2 separate regions of the Arabidopsis thaliana genome follow, and region 2 is linked to region 1. A link is a contact called in public capture Hi-C data. All regions are on one chromosome and are shown on one strand. Each heading gives the region's core, a stretch centred on a gene start, on an enhancer-like site or on the middle of the called end of the contact. The rest is flanking DNA. Distances are from core to core; before and after follow the strand shown.

Region 1 (6,207 bases), core at 1,228-3,727:
TTTGTTGTCCTTGCTTTCATAAAGAGAGGAAAGCAAATAGTCATGAAGTTCTACCTAAAGAATCTAACTCAGGTCACTTAGTGTCTCTCACATTTATCTTTCTTTTGTAGCTATGAAATAATAACATTTGACATTGAAGCTTATATATTTCTATCACAGTGCACCAAGTTTCTTCTTTTGAAATGAGCCCTTCTTCTGAGAAGATTCCACAAAGTCCATTCCGAGCACCACCAAGTCCATCCCGCGTACCGCAGAGTCCATCTAGATATGCTATGTCCCCAAGGCCTAGTAGACTGGGACCTTTGAATCTGACCATGAGTCAGATTAATACAGCAACTGGTAATTTTGCAGACAGTCACCAAATTGGTGAAGGAGGCTTTGGTGTAGTCTTTAAAGGCGTTCTAGATGATGGCCAGGTTGTTGCCATAAAACGAGCCAAAAAGGTACTCTTATAATCTTTCAGCTTCAATTTTCTTGTGGTATCAAATTTGTAGTATAGTTTATTCAGTCATGACCTATAACGTTGACAGAAGCTAATAATAGAACCTTTACATGATCAACTAATAGGCACTAGATTCTTGTAGTGTTAGGAAATCAAGTTCTCACACTAATTATATGTGGTCTAGCCTTACTGAGTAATGTTGCTTTGTGATTCCATGATTAGGACTCTAACTAGATATCTATTCTTTGGTTTTTAAATCTTGAAGATTAACGATCATTTGTACTAATACAGTGCCATTGAGACCTTGATCACTGCACAATATGAACTAATTAAGTGTTGATTTTACTTGTCTTGTAGGAACACTTTGAGAATCTGCGAACGGAGTTTAAAAGTGAAGTTGACCTTTTGTCTAAAATTGGCCACCGGAACCTAGTGAAGCTTCTTGGTTATGTTGACAAAGGAGACGAGCGACTTATCATAACTGAGTATGTCAGAAATGGTACACTCCGCGATCACTTGGACGGTAAGAACTTCTTTACATCTTCCCGAGCTTGTCATGGCTATAAAAACATATGACTAAACCATAAAGACTCCTTTTGTTATTGCAGGTGCTCGTGGAACTAAACTTAATTTCAATCAAAGGTTGGAGATTGTTATTGATGTCTGCCATGGCTTAACCTATCTCCATTCTTATGCAGGTAGAGAATGTTGTGCTTCCTCATAATATAAGTATAAATCTTGAAAGGATCTTATTTGATATTTTATGATTCTTGTCTTTGGAACAGAAAGACAGATAATTCACCGTGACATAAAATCGTCGAACATTCTACTCACAGATAGCATGAGAGCCAAAGTAGCAGACTTCGGCTTTGCGAGAGGCGGTCCTACTGACTCGAACCAGACTCACATTTTAACTCAAGTGAAAGGAACCGTTGGTTATCTCGATCCTGAGTACATGAAAACTTATCATCTCACTGCTAAAAGCGATGTTTACTCGTTCGGGATTTTGCTTGTGGAGATACTCACAGGCCGTCGTCCAGTGGAGGCCAAGCGACTTCCTGATGAGAGGATTACGGTCCGATGGGTAAGCCACTTTATAATGTTTCTTCTCCAACTTACATCATCCTTTACTAAATCGAGTTTGCGGTATGGTAGGCATTCGACAAGTACAATGAAGGGCGAGTTTTTGAACTAGTGGATCCTAACGCGAGGGAACGAGTAGATGAGAAGATACTAAGGAAGATGTTTAGTTTGGCATTTCAATGTGCTGCTCCTACTAAAAAAGAGCGGCCTGACATGGAAGCTGTTGGGAAGCAGCTTTGGGCTATAAGATCAAGTTATCTCAGGCGGTCAATGGAATAAGACAAGTGTTCACACGTTACAACCACCAAAATGCTATAGTCTCTCTGTTGTTAGATAATATCACCTCTTTTACATTTTGCTATCCAACCACTTCTTCTTCAGATTTGAAATGAGATGTCTTATTCATGACTTCAGATTCTCGAATGACGCATGTAAACTATGTGCATTCATTAGGTGTGGACCAAAAAAAATACAAAAACTGAACCGAATCAACCGTGAAAAATGTTAAAACCGAAACTTAACCGGAATAATTATAAACCGTTTGGTTTCATTATTCTAGAATCCAAATAAATTTAAAACCGAAATCATTTTTGTGTAACGAAACCGAACTGAACACAGTAAATCAAATTCAAGTATGTATCAAAAATAGATATAGTTATTCTAGTTCAAAATATCTATAATTTGGTATGTATCAAAAATAGATATACTTATATTGAATAATTATGATATTAAGTAAATCTGTTTCTACATAAGTGGATGTAAGGAAAAGTGAATTGAGATTGACGGACGAGTTTCTCTCTTCTCTCTTTAGTATTTTTCAGAGAGAGACTCATCCCAATAAATGTTTAGGATCGTCGTTCGGGTTTCTTCCGGCTTCTGTCGACCGGGTGTCTTTCGGCTATCTTCTCCCGTTGTTCAGGATTTAGAATTTTCTTTTGGTCAATTTTGAATTCGGGTTTTCGTGATTTGTTTTTGTTTTATAGTTTTAAAATCTTGATGATGAAGCATTATGATATGCAGAATCTTCAGTTCCGAAGAGTTGTTCTCTTCGCATGATTTAGTTTATTCTGCTTTGATTGGCTTCTTTGTTGAGTTCTGTTTTTAGGCTCCAACAGTTTTCCGGCGATCTGCGTTTTTGACAATTAGCTTCGTTTGCAGATTCGGTGATGAAGATTTGTGAATTTCTCTGATTAAAAACCAATGGACTTCTTTTTGAAGCTCTGGCGGTTTCCGGTGATTTTGGAGGTTCTTCAGGTCGCTTTCTACATCGACGATATCCAGCAACGACATATGATTCATCTCTCCACGTGTCTCAACAATGGTTAATAGCTTTACACGTGCCTCTGCTTTGGATTTTTACAGCTTACTTCTTCAAAGGGTTTTAGTTTTCTGGACTGGGCTTCATTTACTTTGGACCTAAATTTAACAGACGGACTTGGTGGTTTCTTTTATACAATATTGGATTATTCTATTGTTTAGATATAGTCCAATATTGTAAAGCTTAATGTGTCAAGCCCTGTAAATGGAAGTTTCCACAGTTGTACTTTTTACAACACAACTTTGAAATAAAATATAACACTTATGAAAAAAAAAAAAAGTAAATCTGTTCTTTTGTTTATATTTGAAAGTTTATAAAGCAGAAAACCGAAACATAACCGAATTATGTTAAACTAAACCAAAAATCTAACCAAATTATAGATATTTTGAACTAGAACCAAACCAATAAGCGATTTTTTGAGAGACTAAATACTTTAGGCTAACATTAAGTACATAATGACGATTCTACCCTAATATGTGATTTTTGACACGATTTTTGTCATTGAGTTATCAGATCACGTTTATTCCTGACCTTTTTCCATTTGCTGATCATTCGACTGAATGCTTGTAAAATTGTACTCCAGTTGAATTCCTTATTTTTTGAAAATGATTTTCTAACAAACTAAACTATAAAGTATCCATGCCATTTTATTTTTTGATTTTATCGTTTTTAAAGGATCGAAATTGAAATCTAAATGTTAATCTTTAGGTTATGCTTGATGTGTATGACTACGGAAAAACAGTCTATTTTCCCACGAGAAGTATGACATCATACCAAATAGATCCCAATCTTTACCTTGCTCCATATGTCCATGAAAAAATATTTCTCGATCTGTATCTTTCCGAATTCAAAGTTTAAAACATATTTCTCCATAAACAAATAGTTCAAAACTAATTATCCGCAAATATTGGTTTTGCTCGGTTTACGGTTTGCTAAACCAATTTACAAAGACACTAAACCAGATTAAACATAAATAAAAATAAATTTAACCCAATTACAACTAATTGAAACCCAACCCAGTGCTCTTTTTCACATGTTTCCTTTCTTCGTCTTCTTCGGATTTTAATCTCTTTGGCCCTTTTGGTTGAATCAATTTTTGAAAAACATCCACTTATTCTCACTATTTCCTCCCCTTCCCAATATATTTGAAATAAAAGTTTACCCTTTTTTATTCTTTTTAATTTTCTATTAAATTTTTGCTACCAAACAAACAATTAGAATCAACCAATCATATTCATTCTCTCTTTATTAACCACCTAAACCTACCAAAACCAACCAAAAACGCAAAAAACATTCGTTTTCTTCTTCATACGATTTCAGATATATCACCTCGTCTTCTTCTTCTACATATCCAAGATCCACATATCTCCTTTCATCTTCTTCTTTTCCGTCCATCATTAATTCTTACTTCTTCTTCAACATCCACGTTTCATTAAGGTAAGTATTCTTGTTTCTTAGTGGAGTAATGTTTGACGTTCGTGTCTATGGATGAGAAAGGTTAAATCGTAGTTTGAATGCGTTTAATTGTAGAAAAACTGAAACCAAGGTGTACAAATAATTAGAATATTTACGTACATCTTAAATATTGTGCAACTGTGACAAATGGGTATAACTATGTTTATTGACTTATGAAAAATGTAAAATTATTGACCGTTTTCTTTCTCTCTTTTCTTTTCAAGGACAATGAAAAGGAATCTAGTGATACGTTTTGCTTATGATGGGTAATATATTAGTATCAGAGAAGATGTACTTTGGATTTCTAACGAAGAAGATGAAGATGTATTTATTTTTTTGAAGAAATCGAAAGGAGAGGTAAAATATGCGAAGTTGATTAAGAAGATTTGTAGGAAGAGAAAGGTAGATGAATTTCGACAAAGCTTAAAGTGAGTTACTTTCCCTTCTCATTCCAAGGACGTAAGGTAAGACCAAATTATATTCGGGATGATGAAGATCTAGATTATTATTTTGAAGATGTGAGTGAATAAGGGTTTAGAAGTGTATTGCATGTTCAAATTAGTTATGATGTTGAACCAAATATGAGGATGGATGAGAATGAACGGTTCGATCATGTATTGAGAGAGGATTTGGTTATAGAAAATGTTGCAAATAGTGAAGATATATCTCTTATTGGTGGAGAAGATGAGATTGGTGGTGGTGTCCTTGCTATGTACGTAGGAGAACAATCAAAACAATATCTGTTTATGGTGGAGAATGAGGATAGAGATTTAGAAGGAAATGTGTGTGGACCAATTTTATGGGATGATGAGCTTGAAATTACGGTAGGCCAAGAATTTGGAAGCAAAAAAGCAATCCAAAGTTTAGTTGATAAGGCGGGACACAACAATATCTTTGAGTTTGTTGTAAAGAAATCAGAGCTGTTGAGATATGTGATGGCATGTTAAGAAGCACATAATGGATGTGATTGGTATCTATGAGCTGCAAAGCGTAATAATTCTAAGCCTTATTCTATACGAACTCATAGAAGGATTCATTCATGCTCTCGTTCAAGTAAAACTACAGGACGAAGTAAAAGGAAAGGCACACCGACTATGGTTGCTTCATTATTGGCCAAAGATTATCCAGGTCAAATTGCCACTCCAACTGAATAGATCTTATTCATTTGGTTCAAGGAAGATTTGGTGTGCAAGTCTCTTATTCTACCGCGTGTAGAGAAAAAAGAGAAGCTGCAAATGATATTAGAGGTAACCCAAAGAAAGATTTTAGGGTTGGGCATTATTATATACATGTTACAAAATATGAATCATGATTCAGTTTCGTATGTGGAAGTGGTTGACGAAAATAAGTTTAAGTACTATTTTTTGCTTTAGGTGCTTCCATTGAAAGCTTCCGAGCTATGAGGAAAGTCATCATTGTGGATAGAATTCATATGAAGACTGCATATGGTGGAGTCCTAATTGTTGTTACGGCTCAAGATCCCGATCATTACCATTATCTGATTGATTTTGGAGTAGATGGTGGGAAAAACTACAGCTGGACTTGGATTCTCATGAAGCTCAAGTCGATTATACCGGATGATCCTGAAAATTGTGTTTCTTTGAGATAGAAACCAAAGTCTCATCAAGGCAATAGCCGATATCTATTAGTTGTCCCACCATGGACATTTTGTACCATTTGCCTCAAAATGTGAACCTGAAGGTTTATGGAGTAGACAAAGCAATTTCTGGAAAAAAGTTTAGGGAATGTGCTCGAGCTTATACGGGGGCGGAGTTCTTAAGGTTTTATGGAGTTTTTTGACTACATATCTTTTGGCACTTACATATCTAGATGATAATGCAGATGTGACAAAATGGGCTACATGTTATTTTGGAGGAGAAAAGTACAACATAGACACAAGTAATTTGAT
Region 2 (6,207 bases), core at 1,699-4,198, 120 kb after region 1:
TTCAATAACTTTTTCCACTTCGGGGGCCGACGTGGTAGCCTGATGAACTTTTGCGTTCATTGCCCAGATTTGATCTTGAAGGTTCTGGAGCTCCGAGTTGACTGTGTTTGGCTCTTGTCGGGGATTAGAAATCGGGAGTCTGATGGCGGGATCCAGTGGAGCCGGCGTCCGAGCTATTGTCCCATCTGAGACTGCGGCAAGGCCTGCTGGTGAAGATTGTATGACTGGATTCTGTGTCGACGTTGCCCCGACGTCAACTGGAGGTGAAGGAGATTGCTGGCCAGAAGCTTCCTGCGAATTCTGGACGCTTGGGCTTGCGACACCCTGAAAGTTGAGTCGCGTTCGAGCTCCAGTAGTCCGCGCCGTTCCTGCAGAAAGAGAATCAACCCGCTCGGCGTATGCATTGTGCGCTGATCTGATCTCGGAATGGTTTGCTGCTAAAGCTGCGAGCTGGCCATTGCAATGTTCTTAGAAAAACACGAACTTATCGGAGAGTGTCGTTACTGCGAGCTGTTGCCGGTCGGTTTTCTCTGACAACTGCTGAAGCAGCTGCTTGATGTCGTCGAGGGTGGAGGTTTAGTCGCCGGAACTCTGACCGTCGGTGTTGCTCATGGTGAATTGATCGTTGCTCTGAAGTTAAAGACTTAACTTACCCTCCTTCTAGCGCCAAATTGTGGATGCCAGAATCCGCAATTAGAATTTTGTGGTTGTTTTTGTGAGGATCTTAAGTCTTGTCGGTCGAACAATGATCAAATGATAAACGGATTTGTGTATTTCAGTATAGTTTCAGTATAGTTTCAGTACAAGGTGTTTTCGTCCCCTTTACAAATGACAATTGACTCTTATTTATACTAATACAACGAATCAAATGACTTAAATGATTAGCTGGTTTCACGCCGCAGACCTCGCCCCTATTAACTTCGTACGTTGCGGATCAACAGCTCGGGCCTTTGAATGCTTATCATTCAAGTCGATATCCAGCCGTTACTAAATTAATTCCGTATCAACTTTTTGAACCACTGGGCTTTCATTGGGCTCTAAGGCCGGGCCCAATCCTTGTCTGGAAGCCCACAAATTGCGGGTCGAGTCGAGCACAAGATCCGACATCCACAAACCATTACTTTTTGCTGGTCTCGGGTTTTGAGCCGGGATCCACAAATCCTCCCAAACGGAGATGGAAGCCCCTGAACCGACTTTTTTAATAAGTCCTTTACAAACCAGAGATCTAACTGAACAAATACTTCTCCAGCCATAAGACGGAGAGTATGATTTTATATTTTCCAGAGGATTGGATTTCCTAAAATATCTTCGTTTAAAAACCTTGGCAAAGAGAGAGTCCGGAAACGAAACTAGACGCCATAACTGTTTCGCTAATAATGCAGAGTTTAAATCATCTACATCCCGAAAACCTTAGTCACTTCCCAATTTACTAGTACACAGTTTGTTCCAAGTCATCCAGTGTATACCTCTAGATTCACCATTCGAGCTCCACCAAAATCCTGCGACCGCACTTGTTAGTTTGGAAGTAATTGTTTTCGGGAGCCTAAAGCAATACATCACATAAGTTGGTAATGTTGCGGCTACTGATTTAATCATCACTTTTTTCCCTCCTTTTGATAGGAATTTAGTTGACCACCCATTTATTCGACTGTAATCGATCTTTAACAACGGAAAAGATCTTTGTCTTAGATCCCCCTAAACTCTCAGGTAGTCCGAGATAGGAACCCATGCCTCCGATATTATGTATACCCAAGATCGATTTTATTTCTGCCTTTATAGCTTCATCTACTTTATGCCCGAACTGAATCGATGATTTTACAAAATTTATCATATGTCCTGATACCGCTTCATATTGTTTTAGAATACCCAATAGTTAATAGACTTATTATACCCACATTAGTCTTAATTTCTTTGAATGTCACTATATTTATTTTTTAAATTTATATTTGTAATTATGTTTATCGCACATAAATTTTTCATATAGTATTAAGTTTTCTTGATTTTACTACTTCTAAAAAAATAAAATGAGATTTTCAAATTATATTATACCAAATAAATTAAATTGTGAAAATTGAACCACAGATTTAAAACATAATGTACAACTATTTCATATAAAACAACATTCTTTTCTTTAGGATAGTTACAGTAATATACCAAAAATCAAATTTAAAATAAATTAAAATTTTAATAATGTTCTGTAATAAAGAGAAAAATATATAATAAAACACGTACTAATGCATCATAAAATACACATTTTATGTACTAATAAGTATAATAAACATGTTATCTTAACTAAACATAACCAAGTAAAAAAAACATACTACTATATCAATAAAAGTAAATACATATACCAAGTAAGTTGAAAAAATAAAACTATTGCTCAGTTATTTATATATAGATTATATTAAATTGAAACAACAATTAACTTTCTAACGCAAATAATCAACTCGCTGTGTACCGCGGGTCAATATCTAATGATGTCATAATTCTCGTAGACAAATAGACAATTTTTCCATATGAGTACATTTGATGCAAAAGTAGACATTTGAACTGAAACCTATTTTTGTTTACAAACATTCATATCAACAACTAAACAAAAATCGAAACTAACTTGAATCAATTAATCAAGTATTAAATTAATATGAAAAGTGGACTCAAATTTAACTGAATCGATTTAAACCTAATCAAACCAGATAATTTTTGATTCTAAACCGGTTTACCTATGTCACAAAAAGGACCATCCATGTCATATTTTTTTTTTAATTTTTAAAAAGTCAAGTTGTTTTAAATATACTTGAGATGCAAAGAAAGATCCGAATCATATATCCGAAGATTCCGAAACCAAAGGCGGATCCGACGGCTCCAAGCTGCCATATTCCCTTGTTACTCTACCACTAAATTAAGCCCCACATAAAACAATAAAGACACGAAATATAAATACCTAAGCAAAACTATAGGAACCGAAAAAAAAAAAAAAGAATAATTCCAGCATCATTCCTCAAGTAATTTAAAAACAATTATTAAAAGAAGCAACTTGGTCTTCCATTTTTTTTGCTACAAAAAATTTAAAACCCCAAAAGAACTTAAAATCTTTTACATAAAGATCACCAACCAGCCACATAGAAAACACAACCATCGGTCTTCTTATTATTCTTTCTTCAACACCAAATAGTCATGATGAAAGTGGTGTCACCTCGTACACGGTCGGATTCAATCACTGAGAAGGTGTTTCGACGAGTCTATAGCAATTTTAACATCTCAACAGTAGAAGATGAGTATATCCATCGTCAGAGATCAAGTGATTATGAGAAGGAGAGTCGTCTAAGGAAGAGAGGGTTAGAAGACAAAGAAGAAGTTATGGAGATGGAGCAGATGGGAGCAGAGAGGATCAAAACTGTTCTTATTCTCATGAGTGATACCGGCGGTGGCCACCGTGCTTCAGCCGAGGCCATCCGCGACGCTTTCAAGATCGAATTCGGAGATGACTATCGGGTAAAAATATTAATATTTTTATTTATATCTTCATTTTCATTCTCTTTGCCTTGAATCCAACGCATAGGGTTGAGCCAATAATATGCTTCCTTAACCATATATATAACGTACAAAAAAACGAAAAAATATTGCATAAGCAACAAAACTTAATCATACTTTTATCTTTTAGTTTCTGTGTAAAACAACAACAATATTTTGAAATATTCATTTTGAAAATTTCAAAGCTTGTAAATATATACCTCGAATAATATGTATTTATATTATGACAAAATTTTCCAATAGATTATGTTATAATATATCATAGAGGAGTTTCTGATTCTAATGAAATCTCAGCCGTCAATATTAAAGTTGTCGCAGTAGTCGTCTTGAATTTGAAAACGAAAAGAAACAAATATCTACTTGGAAGTTTTGTAGCCTAGTATGAATCTTGGAGTTTGCCAGGGTGTCGGAGATACGAGCTGACGTCAACAATCTATGTCTTAAAACCTGTCCCACGTTCCATTTATTTTGTTTGTCAATAATGATTAAAAATTTGCATTATTTATTTCTCTAGCTCTGACTCTTTGATGTTACAATATTCTCTCTAGGAACTAATGTCATTTTTTTTATAACTATAGATAATCATAAAAGATGTTTGGAAAGAATACACTGGATGGCCATTGAACGACATGGAGAGACAGTACAAGTTCATGGTGAAACATGTTGGTCTTTGGTCTGTTGCGTTTCATGGTACTTCTCCCAAATGGATCCACAAAAGCTATCTAAGTGCTCTTGCCGCTTATTATGCCAAGTACTTATATGTTAACCTTCTTCTTTTTTCGTTATCATCCCTTAGTGTTACGAATTAGCAATATAATGGAGATTATTTCTTCTTTTGGTGAACAGAGAAATAGAGGCCGGTTTAATGGAGTACAAACCGGACATTATTATTAGCGTGCATCCTCTGATGCAACACATACCATTGTGGGTAATGAAATGGCAAGGACTTCACAAGAAAGTTATTTTCGTTACGGTCATCACTGATCTAAACACTTGCCACCGTACATGGTAAGATGACATTACTTCTATATATACTAAGTACTTAAAATCAGTTTAATCCACGCGTTAGCATATTAATCCTGCATGTTTACTCTCATGACTTTTCATTTAATAAAATATAGATTATATGCAATAATATTTAAAATTAACCAGTGTTTTCACGTCCGACCCAAACCGTTCGGTTCGAACGGTTAATCAGCAACCCAAACACTTTTTCGGTTTAGGTTTAGTACTATAGCCAACAATTTTAAACCCGGAAAAATCCACAAAAAATCGCCATTAACCCGCGACCCAGTGAACCGGTTGAACTGGCCGTGTGTGAGTTTTAAAAAATATATTCGATTTTTGAATAAAATATAGCATTTTAGACTCTATTCAGCTATTTTTAGAAAAAAAATTCACTTTTTAAACTCATTTGATTTTTTTATATTTTGGTGAAGTCTTCACAATTCCGCCTAAAGTGACTGAAACCGAGATTAGTTGTTTTAATTCGCAATGTTTATTAATTTATTTTCGTCATTAATGATCTCCTACTATATTTGTTACGGTTTTAGTCTTTTAGACTTTTAGTTAAATTGAAAACTTTGATTGTTACTGTTTGATTTCATATTTTGTTAAACATAAGATAATTATTTTTGTTTTATTTTATATAATCTCTATTAATATTAAATATATTCAATAAATTTTATTCAATTGACCTGTGGTCTAATTCGGTTAACCCCATTAATCGGTGATCCAGAAGAAAATCCGGTTCACTGTCCGGGTCAGGGTTTAAAACATTGAAATTAACCTAATAGCTCAAAATGAAATCTTCGATTTTGATGTAATAGGTTCCATCATGGAGTCAGCAGATGTTATTGTCCGTCCAAAGAGGTTGCAAAGAGAGCATTAGTAGACGGCCTTGATGACTCTCAAATCCGTGTCTTTGGCTTACCTGTCCGCCCATCTTTCCCTCGCACTATTCTCAACAAGGTAAATTCTGTCCAATTCATACCATTTAGAGATCTTTTTTTTCCCAATCAAGAGAAGATCAACAATAGCTATTATTATGTGTGTTTGTTAGAATGAACTAAGGAAGGAACTTGAAATAGACTTAAATTTACCTGCGGTTCTATTAATGGGAGGGGGTGAAGGAATGGGTCCGGTTCAAAAAACAGCTCTAGCCCTTGGAGATTCTTTATACAACTCTAAAGAAAGTAATCCAATAGGACAATTGATTGTCATATGCGGCCGGAACAAAGTCCTTGCTTCTACATTAGCATCTCATGAATGGAAGATTCCGGTCAAGGTACAAACTAAAATATAATTTTTTTTTTACTTCTACTATATACTTATATACCAAGTAACTAATATATACTTGTGACGTTTATAGGTTCGAGGGTTTGAAACACAAATGGAAAAATGGATGGGAGCTTGTGATTGTATCATCACTAAGGTAAGTCATATCTTTGAATCCTACCCATTCATATAAATAGCACTAAGATTTTATGACATAAAACAGGCTGGTCCGGGTACGATTGCGGAAGCACTGATTTGCGGCCTCCCAATTATCCTCAATGACTATATTCCTGGACAGGTATACATTTTTTTGCTTCACCTTAGGGATTAATCGGCCACATAAACTAACTCTATTGTATGTGACTCCCAAAGGAAAAAGGCAACGTGCCGTATGTTGTG

The links. Capture Hi-C pulls out chosen DNA fragments and counts their contacts.
Region 2: a capture Hi-C map of seedling shows a contact between it and region 1, with 4 times the contacts expected there. The contact joins the promoter of MGDC here to the promoter of AT2G11522 in region 1.

What each region holds. Positions count from the first base shown.
Region 1 is chr2:4,619,645-4,625,851 of TAIR10.1, forward strand. It overlaps AT2G11522, which reads left to right and starts at 2,478. Exons shown (of 1, transcript NM_001335373.1): 1 at 2,478-3,108. The coding sequence starts at 2,726. The coding sequence ends at 2,851. CRCK3 (calmodulin-binding receptor-like cytoplasmic kinase 3) reads left to right here. Exons shown (of 8, transcript NM_126855.4): 3 at 1-72; 4 at 160-443; 5 at 800-965; 6 at 1,051-1,140; 7 at 1,228-1,526; 8 at 1,598-2,078. The coding sequence ends at 1,804. It also overlaps the pseudogene AT2G11530.
Region 2 is chr2:4,740,214-4,746,420 of TAIR10.1, forward strand. MGDC (monogalactosyldiacylglycerol synthase type C) reads left to right here and starts at 2,949. Exons shown (of 8, transcript NM_126865.5): 1 at 2,949-3,492; 2 at 4,110-4,282; 3 at 4,378-4,539; 4 at 5,361-5,502; 5 at 5,594-5,818; 6 at 5,903-5,965; 7 at 6,032-6,106; 8 at 6,181-6,207. The coding sequence starts at 3,175. It also overlaps the pseudogene AT2G11800.